Linked DNA regions of Bos taurus: region 2 is linked to region 1. A link is a contact called in public Hi-C data. All regions are on one chromosome and are shown on one strand. The core of a region is the stretch at or near the end of the contact, and the rest is flanking DNA. Distances in the headings are between cores, read along the strand shown.

What was found. A called contact is a pair of places that touch in the nucleus more often than the background predicts.
Region 2: a Hi-C map of an unstated tissue shows a contact between it and region 1, with 7 times the contacts expected there. The contact joins the enhancer-like site here to the promoter of SUSD6 in region 1. A contact is called at or near these places in 4 of 11 Hi-C or Micro-C datasets (blastocyst, skeletal muscle, skin fibroblasts and 1 more).

Annotation. Positions count from the first base shown.
Region 1 is chr10:81,341,924-81,346,661 of ARS-UCD2.0, reverse strand. SUSD6 (sushi domain containing 6) reads right to left here and starts at 1,864. Exons shown (of 8, transcript XM_059890907.1): 1 at 1,594-1,864; 2 at 935-1,124.
Region 2 is chr10:81,441,620-81,446,734 of ARS-UCD2.0, reverse strand. No RefSeq gene overlaps it. Among named protein-coding and RNA genes, the nearest start is that of SRSF5, 52 kb to the left of the region's middle. Within about 2 kb of position 3,479, at least 7 of the 102 cell types and tissues checked have an H3K27ac peak or open chromatin away from gene starts, as enhancers often do.

The sequences.
Region 1 (4,738 bases), core at 615-3,114:
GAGACCAGACAAAGTGCTGAGGGCTCATCGTCTGCCAGCCTGCATCTGTAATAGCTCATTCTACCTTTCTTCCTTTCGTTTCTATCTGCCCAAATTCTGACCTTTGAGCAGGCAAGCCTCAAGCAAATAAGCTGAACTCTGCCATCTGACAAAGGGTTTGCTCTGAGGGTTTAAGCACTGCAGGGTGGTGGTGGCGGCGGTGGGGGAGCCCTGGGATGTCTTACTCTGATCAGGGACCTGCCCCATCTAGCTGTAGGTGAGGTTTGGTTTCACAGAACACTTCTACTACAGTATCCAAAAAGCCACTCTGTGGACAGGGATTTCTATTTATCAGGTCTTGTACCAGTACTGTCCCCTATTAACACACTGGGCAAAACTTCCTTAAGCAGCAATGGCCACCAGTGAAAATTAACAACATAATCCAAAATGAGTTGATTTAAAAACTGTGAACTCTGTAAGGAATGGCTGGGTTCTGTCTTATTCACTGCAGTAACCCGAATACCTAGCACACAGTGCCTGGCATATATCCTATATCACAAAAACTTTCGTGAAACTAAAGAAAAGAAAGAATGTATGAACAAGTGAATGTTGTGCAAACATACCATCAATGTGTACCCTGGAGAAAAGAAATAAGGATGCAAGTGATCTGAGAAATAGCCGGAGGAAGTACCTACCACCAGAGGACATTCTATGGGAACAGCAGCATCAGGCCTCCTTGCTGAACTTCCCTCGAGCCAGCTAAAGATGTGTTTTCGACGCTTTTCTCCTGGGTCTCACGGTGCCCCAAACCACCTCCTTCTCCTGACCTCCCTTACGGGGTAACTTTTCCCACTTCAGCTGCCCCCACAGTCACAACCCTGTGGGAGGGTCAGACCGACACCAATATTTGGAGCTTCTAAAAACCAGAAATTAAAAAAAAAAAAAGTCTACATACACAAACAGGAAGTGGTTTCGGTGCGTCTCAGCCCGGATAATAATGAAGTTTTGAGATTAAAGACCAGACGAGACGCGGGAGCTCCATGAAGCTCCGAGGCTTGCACACCTCGGCTCCAAGGTTGTCCTGCGAAGTCCACCATCGCTAAGCCGACCCTGCCCCAGCTCGGGACCCGCCGCTTTCGTTGGCCCTGACGCGAAAACGGTTAACAAGTAATAAAGAAAAGAAAGCCTCTGCCTACCTCCTCTCCTGCGACCTGCAAAGTGCGGTCTCCACCCTGAACTCCGGTCCGGAGCGCGACCCCGCACGACCGGAGAGGCCCCTGGGCAGCGCGCCCCGGTCCCGGCCACCAAGCTCCCGGCCGTAAGCCTGCCGGTCGGTGCTCCTCCCGGCCTTGGCACACAGCCCACCCCGCCAGCCCTCCCGGCCCACGCCAAGCACCGGGGCTCGCCGCCCGGGGAGTTGGGGTGACACCCCGGGGCGCCGGGCCAGGAAGCGCGGACAGCAGCCGACTCGGGGCGGCTGCCCGGGCTCCCCAAGCCGTCCCCCTCCTGGGCTGTGCGCGCCGGCCCCGCGCCCCTGACAGCCGGCCCGGTCGGGCGCTCCTGTGACACAATGCCCGGCCCCGCGCCGCGCCCCCGGCCGCGGTGACAACTCACCGGGGGGACGGCGCGGCGACCTCCGGGAGGGGGGCGCTCGCAGCTTCCGCGGCGCTGGGATCCGCTCCGTCGCCCGCGCGCGCCCGCAGCCCTCTCGGGTCTAGACGAGCCCCCGCGCGCGTGCCGTCGTCTGGCCGGCGCTGCGTGAGGAGGAGGCCGGTGGCAGGGGGACGAGGCTGTCGCCGGCTGAGGAGAATGGAACACCGCGGCGGCAGCAGTGGCAGTGCTCGCGTCACTGGGCCAGCTGTACGGCGCGGGCGGGGGAGGCCGCGGAGGGGGGAGGGGAAGGGGCGGGCGAGGGGCGGGGCCACGCGCGCGCACGTAACGAGCGCCGGCGTCGGCCGCAGCGATCGTCCCGTTGGGGAAAAGGCCCGGCCGGTAGACGGCTGCCAGCACGCACGCGCCGCCGGCCGGCCCGCACGCCTCACGCCTCGCGGCAGGCGAGACAGAGGAAGAAAGGGAGTTCTTAAAGGGACCGTCACGCCGACTCCGCCAGAGTAGACTGGGAGGAGGTGTTGCGGGCTGACTGCGACGGCTTTGCGCTTAGCCTCTCAGTTCTTCTGCTCTTATTGTTTGTATTATTATTTGTATTATTCGGCTAGGATTTATTTTTTTGGAGTACTGTTATTTGCAAAGGATTGGTTTGCTCTCCGGTCGACTAGGCGCTTTCGTTCCTGCTGCCTTAGCTTAGGACTTAGGAATCTCTCTTCAGGCCCGTCGCTAAGCTGTTGTTTTTGTTGTTGTTGCGAAGCCTACCAGCATCAGATTGTCTCGGGGGTAGGGGTGTAAAAATGCAGATTTAGGGTCCCTCGTTCAGCCATTCTGATTCAGAAAGGCTACGACTGGAGTGTTTAAGCCGTTAGTGTTAAAAATCTATTTTAACAGGCTTTCCTAAAAGGGATTCCTCGGCATTCTAAACGCACGCAACGGATCTCAAAGTTCAGAAAACAAGTTCAGCGCGAGGGCTGTCAGAGTCGGCTATAGTACCCCGCCGCACTCCTGGCTTTATTTCCCAGCCTGAGCTTTGTCTCCCAGGGCTATTTTCCAACATACAGTATGCAACCAGTTTGAGCACTTTATAGTTATAGCATCTCTCTCTATATATAGGTGGTCCCCCTGCGGCCATAGGAGATAAGTCCTCTGCTTGTGTTTACAGGGCTTTATTGTTGTTGTTTTAGTAGCTAAGTCGTGTCCCATTCTTGCAACCCCATGCACTGAAGCCCACCAGGCTGCTCTGTCCATGGGATTTCCCAGGCAAGAATACTGAAGTGGGTTGCCATTTCCTTCTCCAGGAAGATCTTCCCAACCCTGGGATGAAATCTTATCTCCTCTATGCGCAGGCAGATTCTTTATCACTGCGCCACCAGAGAATAACCCCTTAATGACAAAAAGTTTTGATTTTATATCTTTGCGTCCCAGGGTCTTGAACAATACTTGTCTCAGGGGTGCTCAATTAATGTTGAGGCGTTCCTACTTGATAGGCAGTGCCAGAGTCTGGGCTTGGACTCAGAGCCTCTGCTGCAACTTGGGTCAGGCAGGTTCTCAGGGTCTCTCACCCAGCCCAATTCTGCTAGCTTCTCTAAAAAAGTGCTGTGATTAACAAGTCAAATGTTTGAGGTAGTTCAAACAAAGCAAGCAGAATGTCCACCACCAAGCATACACACCTATCCCAAGGAAACCCTGGAGAAGGCAATGGCACCCCACTCCAGTACTCTTGCCTGGAAAATCCCATGGACAGAGGAGCCTGGTAGGCTGCAGTCCATGGGGTCGCTAAGAGTTGGACAGGACTGAAGCGACTTGGCAGCAGCAGCAAGGAAACCCTCCCATTCTGGGGCCTGCATTACCGCTGCTGCTTCCTTTTCCATAAGTCTGTCCTTGTTCTGCCTTCTTTGCTCCCTAAGTTCTGTTAAAGAGAAAACCCACAGGCCCAAAATGGCGTCACTTGTGCTAAAGCCCATGATTCCAAAGCTAGATTTAATACCGAGCCCAATTGCAGTTTCAATCTTTACCATAAATGTAATCTTAACGAGTTTGGAATTTTCTGGTTGGCACCAATGAGAAGCTGTCACATAATAATCTGTCACAGGGACCCTCTCCATTCCCGAAGAGAAGAAGAAACCATCTACATAGTAAAACCCTTGGCACTTCTCCCCCCCACCCCCCAACTTTCATTTCTTTTAACAATAGGTCCCTTGCCCCACCCTTTTTCCTGTAAAAAACCTTCCATTTTGTACAGCCCCTCTGAGTGCCCTTATAGTTGCTAGATGGGGTTCTCCCTGATTCCTGAACCATTGAATAAAGTCAATTAGATCTTCAAAGTTATTGGGTTGAATTTTGTTTTTTAACATCCGAGATCCAGACTCACTGCAGAAGTTGGACACCCTCCCTCCCTGCTCAATTTCCTCCTCTAACAAACTGGAAAATTCTTAAAGAGGTGGGAATACTGGACCACCTTACCTGCCTCCTGAGAAACCTGTTAGAAAAGGCAGAGGAACCAGAGATCAAATTGCCAACATCCGCTGGATCATGGAAAAAGCAAGAGAGTTCTAGAAAAACATCTACTTCTCCTTTATTGACTATGCCAAAGCCTTTGACTGTGTGGACCACAACAAACTGTGGAAAATTCTTAAAGAGATGGGAATACCAGACCACCTGACCCGCCTCTTGAGAAATCTGTATTCAGGTCAGGAAGCAACAGTTAGAACTGGACATGGAACAACAGACTAGTTCCAAACAAGGAAAGGAGTATGTCAAGGCTGTATATTGTCACCCTGCTTATTTAACTTATATGCAGAGTACATCATGAGAAACACTGGGCTGGATGAAGCACAAGCTGGAATCAAGATTGCCAGGAGAAATATCAATAACCTCAGATATGTAGATGACATCACCAAGCAAAGAAGAACTAAAGACCCTCTTGATGAAAGTGAAAAAGGAGAGTGAAAAAGGTGGCTTAAAACTCAACATTCAGAAAAGTAAGATCATGGCATCTAGTACCATCACTTCTGGCAAATAAATGGGGAAACAGTGGAAACAGTGACAGACTTTTTTGGGGAGGCTCCAAAATCACTGCAGATGGTGACTGCAGCCATAAAATGAAAGCTCCTTGCTCGTTGGAAGAAAAGTTATGACCAACCTAGACAGC
Region 2 (5,115 bases), core at 2,230-4,729, 98 kb before region 1:
ATTTGGGGAGTATGTTGTTGGATCTCCTTTAACATGTATTCCCTACGAACAAGGACATGGCCCTGAATAACCTCAATATAACCAACAGAACAAGAAATTAACACAGATACATCACTACCATCTAATCCTCACACTGGACTCAAGTTTCACCAGTTGTCCCAATAATGTCTTTTATGTCAAAGGATTCAATTCAGAATCATGCTTTGCATTTCTCAGTGTTTTTTGTTCTGTGTGAACTTGGCATTTTGAGGACTATATGCCCATTTTTGTAAAAAATAGTCTGGGTTTGTATCATTTTTTCATGATTAGATTTAGGTTGAGTTTGGTGGACGTGTTTGGACGTGATGCATTCTGTCAGGTGGTACATGATTTTTGATTTGTCCCCCTGAATGAAGTAGTATCTACCAGGACTTCAGTTTACCTATATGGATTTGTGGCCTTCTATTTTATGCAATGGATTAAAATCTATTATCATTATTTTTTTTAACTGATTCTATTATTTGTATGTTTTTTTTATTTTATTATTATCATTATTTTGATGCTCATGTCGTTCCTGATTCGGTCAGTAGATGCCCGTGCGAGTGGGAGTACTTTGGACATGTACCCATCATTTTTTTAGCACTTTTTTTTTTTTTAACTTTCTGATACATCAAGATATTGCAAGTTCATCTAGTAATCTTCCTGCTGGGGCTCTGGAATCAGCCATTTCTCCAAGGAGCCCAGGTTCCTTTTAGTGGAAAACAGTCTTTAAAAGCCAAGATCCAAACTTCAGGTGTGCTAGCTGCTGTTGAAGTGTCACTGATCCCAAATCCTCTGGAAAGAGCTTGGGAATATCTAGCTCATGTGTGTGTGTACCTGCATACATGCATTATTTATATTTCTATATTTATATAGATTGAAACCATGAAATCTTACCATTCCAACCTGACACTGCATGGTTCATTGTGTTCATCCTGTTTCCTTTTCTGATTGTGTAATTCTGCCCCCACTTAACTGGTATTAGAATTGAACCGTTCAGTAAATGAAGGGAAGAGGAACTGCATTGTAATTTGATGGTTGTCGCCAAATTACTCTCCATGGAGAATGTACCAATTTACACTCCCACTAGATAAAGGCAATGGCACCCCACTCCAGTACTCTTGCCTGGAAAGTCCCATGGGCAGAGGAGCCTGGTAGGCTGTAGTCCATGGGGTCACTAAGAGTTGGACACGACTGAGCAACTTCACTTTCCCTTTTCACTTTCATGCATTGGAGAAGGAAATGGCAACCCACTCCAGTGTTCTTGCCTGGAGAATCCCAGGGACGGGGGAGCCTGGTGGGCTGCCGTCTATGGGGTCGCACAGAGTCAGACATGACTGAAGCAACTTAGCAGCAGCAGATATTTTTAAGCTTTTCCTTTTGCCAAACTGATATGTGAAAAAAATATTACTTCCGATGTTTTAACATGTATCACTCATTATAAGGCAGCTTATTTTCCAACGTTTCTAATGAAAAAGAAACGTGACAAGGAAAAACTATTGTAGTTGGATGTAACCACTGTCCCTTAATTCCGCTTCAAGGAAATGACAGAAAGGGCAAAAACACCTCTCAACATTGAAATGGCTGCCTGGCTGCTGCTGGCAGAAACTTGGTTGCAAGCACTGGGTGTCCCGTCTGTCCCCAAAGAGCTAGTGAACCGGCCCTGTACTAGAGACTTGGACGCGTTCGCGTATCTCTGAGGACGCCCCCTGCAGGCAGGAGCAGGAGCTGGCAGGTTGGCAGCAAGTCATTTATGCTCAGTGCTCTGTTTTTGTAGGGAACAGACTCTGGGACAGGAAGTCTCAGACACTTGTCTATGGGTATCCTGGATTTCTTTCTTGTGATTAAAATAATTAAAGTTTAATCAACCCAGAGGAGAAAGGCATTTCTAATTGTGGCAGATCTTAAGTTTTAGGTTGAAATTGCTCACACTGACCTTCTTTAATTAACCTGCAGAAGTGGCGATTTCAGATGCTTCCTCGTCTTATATGCTGGTGCTTTGCTCCTATAGGTCTCTGTAGCCTGAAGAATGGGCTTTCTATGTGGCTCAGTGGTAAAGAATCTGCCTGCCAATGCGCAAGATACAAGAAACTCAGATTTGATCCCTGGAGTAGGAAATGGCAGTTCATCCCAGTATTCTTGACTGGAAAATTCCATGCACAGAGGAGCCTGGTGGGATGCAGTCCATAGGGTCGCAAAGAGTAGGACACGACTGAATGACTGAGCACACACACACAGCCTGAAGGAACTGCTTCTTCACACTTCCCACCTTATAGCTCCTTGTTGACTTACTCTTCTACCTAGAGTATTAAAATAAAATTCATCCTTTATGACGTAAAGCAAATGGCACCTTCCCTGGGGAATCTTTGCTCATCTCCCAAGAAATGAACTCTTCACTCTTCACTCCCCAGGCACTTTGCGGGTGCTCCAATAGCCTCCTTTAAGTTCTGCCTTAAATTTTAGGCAGCTGTTTAATCTCTTTCTCCCCTATTAGTCTGCAAACTCCTTGAGGACAAAGACTGACTCTTACTCACTGCTGTACTCCTGGGACTTAGTACCAGATTTTGTGTAAAGCTAACTCTAAAAAAAACAGAAACAAAGAAAGAAAGTGAAAGTGAAGTCGCTCAGTGGTGTCCAACTCTTTGTGACCCCATGAACTGTAGTCTATCAGGCTCCTCTGCCCATGGGATTCTCCAGGCAAGAATACTGGAGTGGGTTGCCATTTCCTTCTCCAGGGAATCTTCCCAACCCAGGGATTGAACTGGGTCTTCCACATTGCAGGCAAACGCTTTACCATCTGAGCCACCAGGGAAGCTTTAAAACAACAACAAAAAACTGTTGAGTAAATTGGCAAATGAATGAATGACTAGGAGTGAGAATGGCCATCCCATAAAAAGGCTGCTGCTGCTGCTATTGCTAAGTCGCTTCAGTTGTGTCCAACTCTGTGCAACCCCATAGACAGCAGCCCACCAGGCTCCCCCGTCCTTGGGATTCTCCAGGCAAGGACACTGGAGTGGGTTGCCATTTCCTTCTCCAATGCATGAAAGTGAAAAGCGAAAGTGAAATCACTCAGTCGTGTCCAACTCTTAGTGACCCCATGGACTGCAGCCTACCAGGGTCCTCCATCCATGGGATTTTCCAGGCAAGAGTACTGGAGTGGGGTGCCACTGCCTTCTCCATAAAATGGCTACAGCACCAAATTCTGTAAAAGTCTTCAGAGCTCAATGTTCAAGGGCTTTGAGACCACCCTAGAAGTCACAGCACCAGCCCCCATCCTTGGTGTGTTTGTGTGGAGCCAAAGTCCTTCCTTCACACACCCAAGATCACCTCAGATGCTCAGCCCAGGTCAGCAGGCTGAACCCGCAAGCATGCTGCCTTTTGCTGGAGGCTGGACAACCCACTTCCCCAGCAAGCTCCACGGTGGGGAAGTCCATACTTGCAAAGCCTCCGCAGCTTCCTGCCAAGTTGAGTCGTCAGCCACCCCAGGCTCGGGAACAGTTCAAGTTACCCCAGACAGGCTGTTCAGGACATTCCTGTGTTATGAAATTTCCTTTTCTGGTGGCCCTGGGGCATCATGGGAAATCTGAGATGCCAAACAGCTGTTCACCTCTGGGCGTGGGATGGGACAGTCCCCAAGCCGTGATGCTCCCCTACCTCCACAGAGCTTAGAGCAACAACCTGGGCCTGTCGTTGTGGGAATGTGCCATGTCTATCCAGGTACAGATTCATTTCTTGCCTCAGGAAGTTCTCTCTCTCTCCCAAACCTGGATGTCTTGAACCTCAAACTTGGACAGTTCCAACTTCTTTTAAAATTCAACTTCAGGAATAATGAACAACTATAGATCAAAATGCCATTTTCTTTCAACTGGCTTATTTTTTTAAAAAAAGATAATACCTCATGCTGGACTTCCCTGGTGGTCCAGTGGTTAAGAATCCACCTGCCAATACAACGGGCATGAGTTTGATCCCTCGTCTGGGAAGATCCAACATGCTTAGAGGCAACTAAACCCCTGTGCCACAATTACTGAGCCCACGAGCCTTAGGGCCCACGCTCCGCAACAGAAACAAGGGAAGCCACTGCAATGAGAAGCCTGCACCCCACAACTGGAGAGCAGCCCCTGCTGGTGGCAACTAGAGAAAGTCCCTGTGCAGCAATGAAGATCCAGTGCAGCCAATACATTAAAAAACAAAAACCAAAATAACCCATGCTGGCTGGTGAGGTCACTGGGAAATGAACACTGCTAATGAGATTGTAATTTGGAGTAACTTTCTTGGTGGGCAATTTGAGCTGTCTCAAAAGCCTCTAACATGTGCTTCTTCTGATCTTGCAATTCCATTTCCGGCAGTTTATCCCAGAGAAGTAATTTAAAATACTATCAACCCATTGGCTATAAGAATTAAAAAAAAAATTTGACAACCTAAAAGTCCAGATTACCAATATGATAGGGTCTATGCAACCGTTAAAAATGGTGTCAATGAAATCTTATGATTAGAACATTGTCAGTAGAAGGTGGAATTATGGGTGATTTTAACTTTCTTTCTAAATTTTCTGAAATGACTGTGTGTTACTTTGGCATATTTAAAGATATTTTAAGTAGTCTGAGAAAGCCCTGCCCTGGAGATTGTTACTTTTGTCCTTGTCTGGGAGTCTCGGCTTTCCAAACTGGGAAATGGGGCTTCAGTAGCAGGGTAGAAAATTTATTTTCTCCCCTTCCATCTCCTTTCCAATCTAGGCCAATCACTTCAAAGACAGCCCTTCCCCCAGCAGTTCTGCAGGTTTTGTGGGCTGTTTCTTTTGTTCCTCTCATCTGTCATCAAGAGAAGGGCTGCCAACCTGTGGCTGACCCTGTTTGGACAAAACTCCCTTCCCCAGCATTTCTTACCTGATGGAATATGCTTCTCTCCCATATTCCAGAGAGAGAGATGACTTACCTCTCATTGAAACAAGCGGTCTTGTCTGTGTTTTTTTCTCGTGGAGGAACAACTCTTGCTGCTTGGTGAATTTATTTCTCATCGCATTTTGCATAGCTTAAATGCCTCCTCCCTCAACGCCATGAAGGGCACATCCCAATCCTCTGAGATGAGGGTACCGTATTG